Linked DNA regions of Mus musculus: region 2 is linked to region 1. The links are chromatin contacts, called in public Hi-C maps. All regions are on one chromosome and are shown on one strand. Each heading gives the region's core, a stretch centred on a gene start, on an enhancer-like site or on the middle of the called end of the contact. The rest is flanking DNA. Distances are from core to core; before and after follow the strand shown.

Region 1 (7,071 bases), core at 170-2,669:
AGAATGACTTTAAATTCCTGATCTTCCTGCTGCTCCCAGATGCTCCAAATGTTGAGATTTCAGGCATGAGCCACTGTGCCCAGTCTACGTGGTACTGGAGATAAAACACAGGACCCTGAGCATGTAGAGCAAGCTCTAGCAACTGAGCTACACCCCAGCCCTTGGAGTGTGTGCTATTGTTTGGTTTGTGACAAGGTCTCATACAGCCCAGCCTTGGCTTTGAGTCAGGATTCTCTGATTTCATTCTTCTGGATGAAGGGGTTGTGGATGTATGTCACTATGCCCAGCTAGGAAGATGAGTCCCCAATGTGGCAAATCAAGGACTAGGTCCAGGCCAAGACCCTTCCTGGCCATCACCTCATTTTTCTCTACCCTGAAAGGCTGCTGTGCCCATGCATGCAGAGCCACGTTCATGAGGGACCTTCCTCTCCCTGGCCGGCTGTGAGAGCATAGTGAGAAGCAGAGGTAAGCCAGAAAACTCACATTTTTTTTGAGTGTGTGTGTGTGTGTGTGTGTGTGTGTGTATGTAGGGAGCGGGGAAGGGAGCAGAAAGGGGCTGCGGTGAGGGTGTCTGTCCTCCATTTACCTGTGACCTCCACCCTTTACTCTGCATATTGTCCCACCAACCCTCCCCACCCTCCCCTGGAGTTCTCCTGTCCCCTGGGAGCTGCCCAGCCCGGGACTCACTCAGACCCCCCAGCATGATGCCAATGGAGCTGAAGTTGGCGAATCCACAGAGGGCATACGTCGTCAGGATCTCTGCTCTGACCTGAAAATGCAGATTACAAGGAGGCCTCCCTCCAGGACATGAAGCATCCCTGGCCTTCATTCACTCAGTTCCTTTATGGCCTTGGTCTTGGAGCCCCTGTGATAGAGCTCTGCTGGCCACATGCTCCCACTCTAAGTCAGCTCGTACTCAGCTACCCCCCACCCCCCACAAGCCTCTCTCTCAGCTGTCCTTCAGCCTGTGTCCTTAAGACACACCTTTTGTTTTGTGTTTTTGAGACAGAACCTCAAGTCGCCCTAGACTGTCCTCGAGCTCATTATATCAAGAATGATCTCGAACTCCTGACCTTCCTGCTTCCACCTCTGAAGTTACAGACAGTAATCTACAGCACTGTGCCCAACTTGTGCAGCGCTGGAAATCGAACCCAGGGCTTCATGTATGCTAGGCCACTCTACCAGCTAAGCTACATCCCCTGTCCAATTACCAGCTTTTTGGGTTCTGATTCAGGCTGGTTCAAGTGTGCCAAAGGCCACCTTTTCTCCCATCTCTGCAGTCTCTTGCTTCTTTCTGGTCTCTGCAAATACCTGTACTTTAGGGGCTGGCGAGAAGGCTCAGTGGTTAAGAGCACTGACTGCTCTTCCAGAGAACCTGAATTCAGCAACCACTGGTGGCTCACAGCCATCTATAATGGGCTCTGATGCCCTCTACTGGAATGTAGGTGTACATGCAGATAGAGCCCTCATACATAAAGTAAACAAGTCTAAACAAAAAAGATACAAACCTCTCCTTATTAGGAGCTTAAAAACAAAACAAACAGCCGGGGCATAGTGGCGCAAGCCTTTAATCCCAGCACTCAGGAGGCAGAGACAGGAGGATTTCTGAGTTTGAAGCCAGCCTGGTCTACAAAGTGAGTTCTAGGACAGCCAGGACTATACAGAGAAACCCTGTCTCGAAAAACAAAAACAAACAAACAAAAATGGAACACTTTGAAGTAATTGCTTGCTACTCATGCCTCACACCATAGATTAAGTAAATTTTAGACCACTGAAGAAAAGACGTATTTTAAACATAAAACCATAGGCTACCATAGGATAATGACTATAGCTTCAAGGTAGTTGTGTCCTACTCATTTGGGGGTTGACTAAATACGCTAAGGCTCACAAAGTCCAGTGGCAGAAGCTCACATAGACAAGGCAGCTGTGCCAGAGGTGGCGGCATCCAGTCCTGTCCAGCTCAGCTCAAGGTCTTACCAGTTCATCTCGTTGTTTCTGGAATTTTTGTTTGTTTGTTTTTGTTTCTGGAATTTGATACTTACACAACCACTTTATAAGATTAGAAAGAAGGGAATGGAAAAGGGAAATCTTTCAGAGAGAAAGGTTTGGTATAAAAATTATTGTTTAAAAAAATTAAATTCTTTCAAACAAAATTAAGAGGAGGGAATAATAGGGGGAAATTACAGAAAGCCATAACAGAAATAATCTAGGCCTGGTGGCCTGGCCTTGAACTCCTAGTTAGATGGAGGTTAGAGGACTATGAACTGAAGGCTTGCCTGGGTAACTTAATGAGACTTTGTCTCAAAGCAAAACTGGAAACATTCTAAAGGTAAGAAAATTTTTCTGGAATTCTTTTCTTTAAACACATTTTCTTTAAATGTGCTTTGATGTTATGCCTGCATGTGCATACATATGAGGATATCAGAGCTCTCGGAACTGGAGTTATAGAGTTCTGAGCTGTCATGTGGGTGCTGGAAATTGAACCTAGGTTCTCTAGAAGAGCAACTAGTGCTTTAAACTGCTGAGCCATCTTTCCAACCCTCTTGGTACTCTCTAAGTAGCCAAGTATGGTCCTGAATTTGTGATCCTCCTGCCTCTGCTAACTGAGGATTGGGCTTAACAATTTGTGCAGTGCTGGGGATCAAACCCAGAGCTCTGTGCATGCCATTCAAACATTCTGCCAAATGGGCTTCATCTTCAGCCCTCAACATGCCTTCAAATACAGACTTCCAGTGCAGCTTTATTTCTGGGGGTAACTGTAGTGAGGCACACTGAGGCGGCACTTAGCCTCTACTATAGCAGTTAGGAAAGTTGCTCCAGGAGGGCTTGGCATGGAGTTGTGCTTAACCACACCTCAGGAAGCTCCTGAAGAAATGACCCAGGAAGCAGGGAAAGTTCTACACTGAGATATTCACTTCAACATCGTCATACACATAGCCAGACAAGGAGTTCAGCTGATGATCCAAGAGCACAATGCTGGAAAATATGGTAGACACTCTAGTTTGGGCCTGTGAGATAGCTCAGCAGGTGAAATGCTGTCATTATGCATGACATTCTAAGGTCAGTCAATTCCTACAAATCACCTTCTGGCTTCCATACGTGTGATATGGGAGAGAGAGAAGAGAGAGAGAGAGAGAGAGAGAGAGAGAGAGAGAGAGAGAGAGAGAGAGAAGAGGGAGGAGGGGAGAGAGGGGAGGGAAGAGTGGGGAGAAGAGGGGGCATACATACACACAGAGAAACACAGGCATATACACACAAATACTCTCTTTCTCTCTCACACACACACACCCACACACTGAAATAACTATTATATATTTTAAAGATAACATGAATTTTGGAGCCAGGCATGGTGGCAAATGCGTTTAAGCCCAGCATTCAGGAGGTAAAGGCTGGCCTAGTCTACAGAGGGAGTTCCAGGCCAGAAAAACCCTGTCTCTTTAAACAAAAACCAAAATCAAAATAAATAACCAAACAAAAAGATAAGTAAATTTCTAATGGTGTATAGCTCAGTGTTTGGTGTGCATGAGGGCCTAGTACAATCTTAAGCATTGAAAATAAAAAGCTCAATAGATACACCCTAATGAGGATGGGGAAAGCTGGCTACAATGTAACATAGATAAGCAACTGTGTAAATTCTGTCTTAGAACAAACAGCTGGCCATGAAGGCTCACTCCTGTAATCCCAGCACTTGGAAGGCAGACGCAGAAGGAGTTCAAGGCCATTCTTCTATATATCTTTGGCCAGCCTGGGCTACATGAATCCATATCCCCAAAACAACACACGAAAAAGAAGAAAACAGATAAAAGCAATCGCTGTTGTCTAAGGATAGCGAGATTATTATAGACATTTAAAAAAAAATTCCTAACATTAGGTTATGACTCTGTATTCTTTCAGAAAGGTTAATTTTATAATTGCATGGCTTACATAATTTTGTTCATGGCAGTGTTTTTAGGATAAATGTTAATAACCCGCTTTCCAAAATAGAGGCAAGAAGCGGATCAGGACACTCACAGAGATCCACTGTTTCTTGTCACCAAGCCACTCCTCAGCCCCTGCCAGGCGTCGCTGCTTGTACTGGGAAAGCTCTTGATAGGCCACAAACTCATTGAGAAACAGCTTGATGCCCAGCAGCTCAGCCACTACTGGACAGTCCTCCCAGGCCACGCCCATCAAGAAGGCCACAGGCCGCAGGACGTAGGAGCAGATGAGCTGAGGATAAAAAGGCAAGAGAACTGGGTGAGATGGAGGGCTCTTCCAGGTATGTCCTGAGACCATCCCTTCCACCACAGCCACACCTGGAAGCTGAGTCCCTGGATGTCCACCATGTCCCCCAGCCAGGAGAGGGCAGCGTTGATGAAGGCCAGTACAGCCAGGAAGGCGATCAGATTGGCAGCAATGTTGGCAACGACCTTCACTGAGATGGCAGCCCCAGCGCTGGCTGCTTCCACGAGGTTCTGGGCATCTCTACCATTGGGATCAACAGGTGTCATTACTAGCATGTCCCTATGATCAGTGAATGTCCCCACCTTATACGGAAAGGGGCTTCAACAGAGGGTTTCAAAACCAAGGAGGTTTTTTTTTTTTTTTTTTTTTTTTTTTCTGAGACAAGGAGATAAATGACTTTAAGAGAGAGGGAGTGTGGGGGGGGGGGTGCTCCTGGCCAAAGAATGAGAAAGCACCCAGGTTTTTAGGCTGTGCTGCAAGATAGAAGTTCAGTGTGTCTCTGGCCACTGGAATCAAGCTGGGTCTAACCAAGGTGTGTTGTAAATGTAGTAAACCCCTCAGAGTTTGAGGGTTTGAGAAGAGGGAGAGGGAGGGGTATGTTAGGTTTGTTTGTTTGTTTTGTTTTGTTTTGTTCTTGTTTTTTTGTTTTTGTTTGTTTGTTTTTTTTGTTGTTGTTTTTTCGAGACAGGGTTTCTCTGTATAGCCCTGGTTGTCCTGGAACTCACTTTGTAGACCAGGCTGGCCTTGAACTCAGAAATCTGCCTGCCTCTGCCTCCCAAGTGCTGGAATTAAAGGTGTGTGCCACCACTGCCTGGCTAGATTTATTTTTTTGAGACATGATCTCTCTATATGTCTTGGTTCCTGATTATCCTGGAACTCATTATGTAGACCAGGCTGGCCTAAAACTCAGAGCTCCACCTGTCTGCCAGATACTGAGATTAAAGACCTGTGCTGCCATGTCTGGACTCTTACTATTTTTATTGATCACATGCTGAAATGGAGATATTTTTGATATATTGGACTAAGCAAAAGATTTTATTGAGAGCATATGTTTCTCTTATTTTTAAAAAATCAGGCCAGAAGCCAGGCATGAGGGCCAGCAGATCTCTGTACGTTTGAGGCCAGCCTGGTCTACACAGTGAGTTCTAAGTCAGCTAGGAAAGACTATGTCTAAAAAAAAAAGATGCTTGCTGCTAAGGATGACAACATAAACCTAATGCTTTGAGCGAGAATGAGCTTCCACGGGAGCTGTTGGGATCAGCTTGCTTTCAAGATGCACTGAGCTCTCAACTGCTACCTTATCTTGAAGGTCAGCCGAGAAACCTGTGTGTTTCTCACCTCTGTGATCAGCACCCCCCTCAGAAAGAAAATGGGGCCCCTGCGTTTGTCCTGCAACCCCCAAACACGTGCCATGTCACACATGCACCACCACCCCTCCACACACACACACAATAAATAAAATGCAGTAAAAAAGATATCTAGGGGGTGGAGAGATGGCTCAGCAGCTAAGAGCACTTGCTGCTTGCAGAGGACCCAGGTTCAGTTCCCAGCCCTGACTTGGCAGCTTACAATGGTCTCTAACTCTAGTTCTGGGAGATCTGGTGCCTTCTGATCTCCGTGGGCACCAGACATGCATTCAGTATACTTACGTACATGCAGGCAAAACCACACACACACACACACACACACACACACACACACACACACATTACTAGAAAATCTAAAATAAAAATTAGGGATGTAGCCAGGCAGTGGTGGCACACACCTTTAATCCCAGCACTTGGGGGCAGAGGCAGGTGGATTTCTGAGTTCGAGGCCAGCCTGGTCTACAGAGTGAGTTCCAGGACAGCCAGGGGAACACAGAGAAACCCTGTCTCAAAAAACCAAAAAGGAATCTACCATTCCACTTGCCAATGTGAGGCTGCCACCTGGTGGTCACAAGTCAGAAATGCAGAGAAGGTGGCAAGGAGCAACACCAGGCCACACCAAGTGCTAAGCCAACCTAGTGAACCCTGACCAGCCCCCTTTCTCTTGCCGGTCAGAAACAGATTATGATCTGAAAAGTGGAATCAGCGCTTGTTGTTTCTGCTGCAGTTTTGCTCTGTTGACACAAGTCGCCCCATGCAGCCTAAGTTGGTCTTGGCCTTTCTGTGTAATCAGGCTGCCACTGAACTCTATTCTCCTACATCAATCACCTCAGCAAGTGTGTTCAGGCTAGAGAGATGGCTCACAGCCATGAGAAGTGGCTCATGTCTTTAATCTGAGTACTCGGGAGGCAGAGACAGGTAGATCTCTGAGTTTGAGACCAGCCAAGTCCACAGAACAAGTTCCAGGATAGCCAGGGCGACAGAGAGAAACCCTGCCTTGAGAAACAAAAACAGAATAAACAAAAGTAACTAGCTGCACTTCCAGAGGACCCAAGTTCAATTCCCAGCTTCCACACGGAGGCTCACAGCCATCCATGTGCCAGGGAACTCTACACTCTCTTCTGGCCTCAAGCACATGGTGTAGGTACATATACACAGGCAAAACATCATACACATTAAATAGATAAATAAGTATAAAAGGATGTGTTAAGACGCAGAGATTAGGAGTACTTGAGTATTCTTCCAAGGTCCTGAGTTCAATTCCCAGCAACCACAAGGTGGCGCACAACCATGTATAATGGGATCTGACCCCCTCTTCTTACATGCATGAGGACAGAGCACTCATGTACATAAAATACATGAATAAATCTTTTTTTTTAAAGTTTGTGTTCACCGGCAAGATGGCGGTGGTACTGACCTTCCGCTGGCTGTTGACTCTCCCCAGGGCTGCGCGGGGTTTCAGGGTTCGAGTGTTGCCGAG
Region 2 (6,533 bases), core at 2,316-4,815, 110 kb before region 1:
ACACACATATTCTAATATTTTTGTCTAGAAAGAGACAAAGCCTGGTGGCATAGAGGAAGTGATAGAATTTAGAATCTAATCTGAGGTTCTCTGTACTGAAGAGATCCCTACCCTAAGCCCCTGGGTGATGCTGTGATTCCATATTTAGAACATCCACCCAAGAACTAGATACTTCCTATAAAGTATTCTCCGTCAACTACTCTTCTCAAGCCATAAACCAAGTACAAAGAAAATATAACAAAACATGCTTAAGTAACCCACATATAATTTTAACTATGAAAAGCTGATTTTCCTGACTAGTTGTATGTCCATTTTAAATAAGTCAGGTCATTTGGGAAGAAACGTTCAATTGAGAAAATGCCTCCTCTAGGCGGCAAGTCTACATTAGTGATTGATGTGAGAAGGCCCAGCCCACTGTAGGTGGTTCCACCTCTGGCCTGGTTGTTCTTGGTGTTCTGGTTGTTCTTGGTTGTTCTTTCTTATAAGAAAGCAGGCTAAGCAAGCCACGAGTGAGCAAGCCAGTAAGCAGTGCTCTTTCACGTCTTCTGCACCAGTTCCTGCTCTGACGTCCCCGAATGACAGGCTTGTAAGCTGTAAAGTAAACTAAACCCTTTCCTCCCCCCCAAGTTACCTTTGGTCACGGTGCTTATCACAGTGGTAGAAACACTAACTAGGACACCAATATTCACTAATTATGAACCACCCATTAAGTTCCTGACTTGCCTTGTTTTGTTTCTCAAAAGGAATTAGAGAAATGAAGATCACTGTTACAGACCTAAGACTGAGGAATGAGGAACTTTCTGGAAAAGTGAAAGGTATGGAGCCCAGGTGCAGGAGGAGCCATCTATCGTCTTGGGACGTGTCACCATGGGATACCACAGTGACAATGGGCACAAATGAATGCTGAAGGCAGGACTGTCCAGGACAGTCAAATGACAGACTAGGGGAAGATGGCAGTGTGAGAAACAGCAGAAGCTTTCTACCTAGGCAATGCTGCTCTGGCAAACCGTGTCTACAATAACTCTTTGTTATCCCGTGTAGTCAGTTTCAGTCAATTTCACTCTTAGTGCCAGCCTGCCAGACTTAGCTCCATGGCAGGCAGTGTGCACACATTTCCAGACAGATCTGAATATAAATGTCAGGAAAGAGCATGGATATATAGGCCTCTTCCCTCCAAATCTCAGAAACTGGTGTTCCAATCAAAACTGTTGCTTATGATCACTGACTTCTGACCAACCAGGTAGCAGTAAAAACGGTGTTATGGGCAAATTTTTATCTATACACATTTGTATTAAGAGTCACAGGGGGCTAGAGAAGTGGCTCAGCACTAAACAGCACATAGTGTTCTTGCAGGACTAGAGTTTGGTTCCCAGCCCCCATTATCAGGCAGCTCACAACAGCCTGTGACTCCAGCTCCAGGGGAATCTGCTGCCCCAGCCTCCAAGGGCACCTGCACCTCCACAAGTGATACTTAATTAAAAAAATTAAATATCACAGTAGATCTCAAGCTGTCAACCTAACTTTATATTTTAAGGAACTAAAAAAAAAAAAAAAAAAAAAAAACATTACCAAAGCTTTCAGGAGAAAGGAAATAATAAAGATTAGTGTAGGGCTAAAGTAAAATAAAGAATAGACAATAGAAGAAACCAATAAAACCAAAATGTGATTATTAGGAAAAACACGTTGATGAACCTTTAGTTAGACAAAGAGAAAAGAGAAAAGCCTCAAATCACTAAATCACAAATGAAAGCAGATATATTCAAATTATCTGTCAATAAAAAAGATTGTAGAAATACAATGAACAGTTATGCACCTTTATTTAATTATGGATAACCTGGATCTAACAGACAAATTTTTAGAAACACAAAATCTGAGATTAAATCACACCAATACAGAAAATCTGAATAGACAAAAATCCTAGGATTGATGGCTTCTTTGATGAATTCTACCATTTAAAGAATTAGTATCAATCTTCTTCAAAGTTTCCCAGACAACTGAAGAGATGGAAATACTTCCCATGTCATTCTATAAATGTAGTATTACCCTGACACCCAAATTCGACAGAGATACGGGAAAGCTATACACCAATATTCCATAGGAACTGGATATAAAAATCCTCAACAAACGCTAGCAAACTCAACCCAGTAGCATATTAGAATGGTTATGTAGTGAGAATTTTGGTTTCTTTAAAAGCAGACATGTTACAACAATGTGTTTTGAGTATCATCCCAGGTGTGGAATACGGAGCTGCCTTAGATTGTCCACAGCAGCTGACTATGATTTGCCGCACGCTCTAGCAGGAGCGTGATTTCACCAGCTGCAGCCAGTTTCTGCAAGTGTATGATATCTGAAATTCTGGTGACTCTTGGGAGGGTCATACAAATGCTAGAGCCCTGAGAGGGGTGTGGCAGTGGCGGCGGCGGCGGCAGCAGCAGCTGTTACTGATTGCTGTTGTTGTGGTTTGTCAATAGTCATGTGCAAAGAGATGAGAAGAAATTGGATAACCTGACAGCAAAGATTAAACTTTGCCCCAAGGAACTCAAATGCCCCTAATCAGAAAAGTAGTCTAACGATATCGACACCCCCTTTCTCTGCTAGCCTTCATTCTCTCCTACCTAGTGTTGTGGTGTTGGAAAGGTGGAATAGGGGTGGAGAAAGGTGGCAGAAAAGGAGCCCACAAAGCAGCCCAAAGTCCAGTTCCATGGTTACACCTGGGTAAAGTGGTAGCCGCACAGGCATGAGAACCTGAGCTTGATACCGAGCATCCTCCTTAAAAAACAAAAACAAAAACAAAAAGCCAGCACTGCAGAGGCAAAGACAGGTGAATCCCTGGTACTCACTGGTCTAGACAAACTGATGAGCTCTGGACCAGCGGCAGATCCTACCTCATAAGGTGAGATGTTACCACACAAGTCAGTGACCTGAGTTTGAGCCTCAGAACCCACATAAAGGTGGAAGGAGATAGGTAAGGTCTGCTGAACTGCTCTCTGAAGTAGTTCTTAGACAGCTAAATGCCTGCCTCCACCCATGTGCTCATGCCCATGCACAAATAGCAAATAAAAAGCATAACAAAAAAACAAAACAAACAAACAAAGCCCCAAGCTAAACAGCTCCTGAAGAAAAACAATGAGATTGACCTCTGGCTTCCACATGGACACTCACACAAATACATGTGTACAACACACACACACACACACACACACACACACACATACACACACACACACACCAATAATGATATACCATTCACCAGATGAGAGTTATTCTTGGGATATCAGGATGATCTAATGTATGAAAATCAGCACATACAGTGCGCTAACCGAGTGGAGGGGATACCATATGATAATCCCAGCTGATGCAGAAGAGGCATCTGACAAGATTCTAAATAAACATCTTTTCCTGACAACAGTGGTTATCTAGGAGTAGAAGAGAACTACTAGCCATAACAAGCCCTCAGCAAGCACACCCAGCAGGCAAAGAGAGGAAGCAGTTCCTCTAACGTTAGGAACGAGGACAGAAGCCTGCTTCTCCACTTTTGTTCAACAGTCACTGAAGCTCTAGACAAAACAATGAGGCAAGGAAGACAAATGAGCCATTAAAATGGAAAAGGAGAAAGCTATCTTTACTCATGGATGATGCAACCTTAAATAAAGAAAACCTGAGGATCCCACAGGAAAGTTGCTAGAACTAGTAAATGAATTCAGCAGCATACAAGTTATAAACATCAGATACATTACCAGACTTAGTAACCTGAAAGGAATGTGGAAAGGATGCACTTGATAGAGAAGTGAAAAAAATAATATTCAGCTAGGGAGATGGCTCAGTCGGCAAATGTGTTCTGTGCCAGCTTGAATCTGTGGCACAGTCAGGCAAGAGTTGTACATTGATAACCCGAGTACTGGGTGGGGACAGAGACAAGCGGGTCTCAGGGGCTCACTTGCCAACCAGTTTAAGTAAAACAGTAAGCTCCAGGTTCAAGGAGACAGCATCTTTTGTTGTTGTTGTTTTTTAATTACTTTTATTTCCACCCCCAAGCCAGGACTTCCCACTCCCTGAGTCCTCAAGTCTCTCTAGGGTTAGGGGCATCTTCTCCCACTGAGACCAGACCAGGCAGTCCTCTGCTGTATATGTGTCGGGCCTTGGACCAGCTAGTGTATGCTGCCTGGTTGGTGGTTCAGTGTTTGAGAGATCTCAGGGGTCTGGGTTGGTTGAGATTGCTGGCCTTCCCATAGGGTTACCCTCCTCCTCAGCTTCTTCCAGCTTTTTCCCTAATTCAACCACAGGGGTCCCCAACTTCAGTCCAGTGGTTGGGTTTAAGTATCTGCATCTGAATTTTCAGCTGCTTGTTGGACTTCTCAGAGGACATGAGAGGCTCCTGTCTGTAAGCTCACCGTAGCATCAGTAATAGTGTCAGGCCTTGGGGCCTCCCCTTGAGATGGATCCCAAATTGAGTCGGTCACTGGACCTCCTTTCCCTCAGTCTCTTCTCCTTTTATGTCCTTGCAGTTCTTTTAGACAGGAACAAGTGGGATGGCAACCCCATCCCTCCACTTGATGCCCCGTCTTTCCACTGGAGGTGGACTTTACGAGTTCCCTCTCCCCACTTTTGGGCATTTCATCTAAGGCCCCTCCCTTTGAGTCCTGAGAGTCTCTCACCTCCCAGGTCTCTGGTACTTAAAAAGAGAGAGAGAGAGAAAGGCTGGGTGTAGCTGCACACACCTTTAATCAATCCCAGGGGCAGTTGAGTCATTAGGAGTTTGAATCTTTATGTGTAGGCCCACCTGATCTACACAGTGAGTTCCAAGCCAGCCAGGGCTATACAGTGAGACTGTCTCAAAAAAACCACAATAATGAGGAGGAAAAGTAGAAAGAAGAAGAGGAGGAAGAGGAAGAGGAGGAGGAAGGTGACAGAGGCAGTACCAACTGAGACCTCCTGAGTTAACACACACACACACATACACACACACACACCATGCACACATGCCACATACACACCAAAAGCTTTTCACTAACTAAATGGAAGCACATGTTTATAGATTAAAAGACAACATCACTAAGATGCCACTGCTACCTAAAGCAATCCATACAGTCATCAGGGTCCTTATTAAGATCTCTGTGATTTTCCTTTCTTTTCTTTTTGGCAGAAAGAGAAACATGCATTCTACAACTCATATGGAAACTCAGGGGATCCCTACTAGCCAAAACACTCTTGCAAATGGATGAATGACCTGCAAGACACTTCCTAATTTCAAAACTTAATACAAAACTACAGCAATCAAAGTCACATGGTGCTGGTATAGACAAAGAAACGAACAGAGAGACTAGAGAGACATTTAGCACATATCCTCAAATAATCTGTAGATGCCAAGACAACTCACCGGGGAAGAGGACAGTCTTCAACAAATGATGATGGGAAACTGTGCACTCTAAGGCAGATAAAAAGCTATGGAAATTGGAGTGTTACAATTTGTCGGAAGCACTACAAGACCCCTTATGCAGGAAAGACATGTGTTTCTTAAGTGTAGAAACATTGTCACTAAGCAGAAATGTTTTAAGGCTGGGTGACAAGTCATGTGACTCTCAGCTAAGCACTCACAGTAGCCACCGGATGGTTAGTTCATTTTATTTTGTGTATTTTCTTCGTGAGATCCTATCTCAGGAAAAAAAAATACACAAAATAAAATAAACTTACATTGTTAAGTCAAGCTGAGGGCCAGGACAGAAGCACAGAGGCAAATAACACCAAGCACGTGACCTACTCCAGACATCGGTGAGCAGCAGTGGGAGGCAGACAGACAGGTCCCTGAGTTCCAGGCCCGATTGATCTACAAAGCAAGGTCAGGAAAACCAGGGCTACACAGAGAAACCTGAGACAGCAGGCTGGAGAGGACGGCTCGGTGGTTACAGTGCTCACTGCTCATGTGGAGACTTAGATTTGGTTCCTAGCACATCGTGGCTCACAACCGCCTTTAATTCCAATTTCAGAGAATCTGATACCATCTTCCTGTGCCTCTGTAGGCCCCCTACATAAATGTAGCACACAAGCTCACATACATTAAAAAAAAAAAATCTTTGAAAAAGTTGGTGAGGTAACTTTTGGGAAAGAAGCCATAATTATATAGTCTCAACTTATAAAACTAGCCTAACCCATTTACTGGAGTAACTTTGAAAAATAAAGAAAATAATATGTTCATTCTTTAAAAGATTTAAAGCCAGGCGGTGGTGGCACACGCCTTTAATCCCAGCACTTGAGAGGCAGAGGCAGGCGGATTTCTGAGTTCGAGGCCAGCCTGGTCTTCAAAGTGAGTTCCAGGACAGGCAGGGCTATACAGAGAAACCCTGTCTCGAAAAACAAGCAAACAAACAAACAAACAAACAAGATTTAAGACCAAATTACAGCCACTGTAGAGTTTTAGGAGCATCACTGTACAAGGTCCATGTTTCAGCAAATCTCCACTGAACATTTTATTTATTTATAACTAGACTGCATTTAGCCTTACATCCTGTCTACAGGGAATATCCGGATCTTAGGAC

Evidence for each region. A called contact is a pair of places that touch in the nucleus more often than the background predicts.
Region 2: a contact with region 1 is called in a Hi-C map of bone marrow-derived macrophages, with 42 read pairs. The contact joins two enhancer-like sites. A contact is called at or near these places in 2 of 15 datasets of contacts at CTCF or cohesin (the NIH/3T3 cell line and large pre-B cells), 3 of 484 Hi-C or Micro-C datasets (bone marrow-derived macrophages, nephron progenitors and rod photoreceptor), 6 of 115 datasets of contacts at active chromatin or transcription factors (the 230-238 cell line, CD8 T cells, embryonic fibroblasts and 2 more) and 1 of 9 other capture datasets (embryonic stem cells).

Annotation. Positions count from the first base shown.
Region 1 is chr7:81,161,664-81,168,734 of GRCm38.p6, reverse strand. Slc28a1 (solute carrier family 28 (sodium-coupled nucleoside transporter), member 1) reads right to left here. Exons shown (of 18, transcript NM_001004184.3): 13 at 4,296-4,464; 14 at 4,012-4,209; 15 at 688-769. It also overlaps the pseudogene Ndufs6b. Among named protein-coding and RNA genes, the nearest start is that of Gm44968, 41 kb to the left of the region's middle. Within about 2 kb of position 1,419, at least 10 of the 459 cell types and tissues checked have an H3K27ac peak or open chromatin away from gene starts, as enhancers often do. A contact at or near this core is called in bone marrow-derived macrophages, where this site is marked.
Region 2 is chr7:81,273,198-81,279,730 of GRCm38.p6, reverse strand. The region is part of intron 1 of Pde8a (phosphodiesterase 8A); the gene reads right to left. Among named protein-coding and RNA genes, the nearest start is that of Pde8a, 63 kb to the right of the region's middle. Within about 2 kb of position 3,565, at least 11 of the 459 cell types and tissues checked have an H3K27ac peak or open chromatin away from gene starts, as enhancers often do. A contact at or near this core is called in bone marrow-derived macrophages, where this site is marked.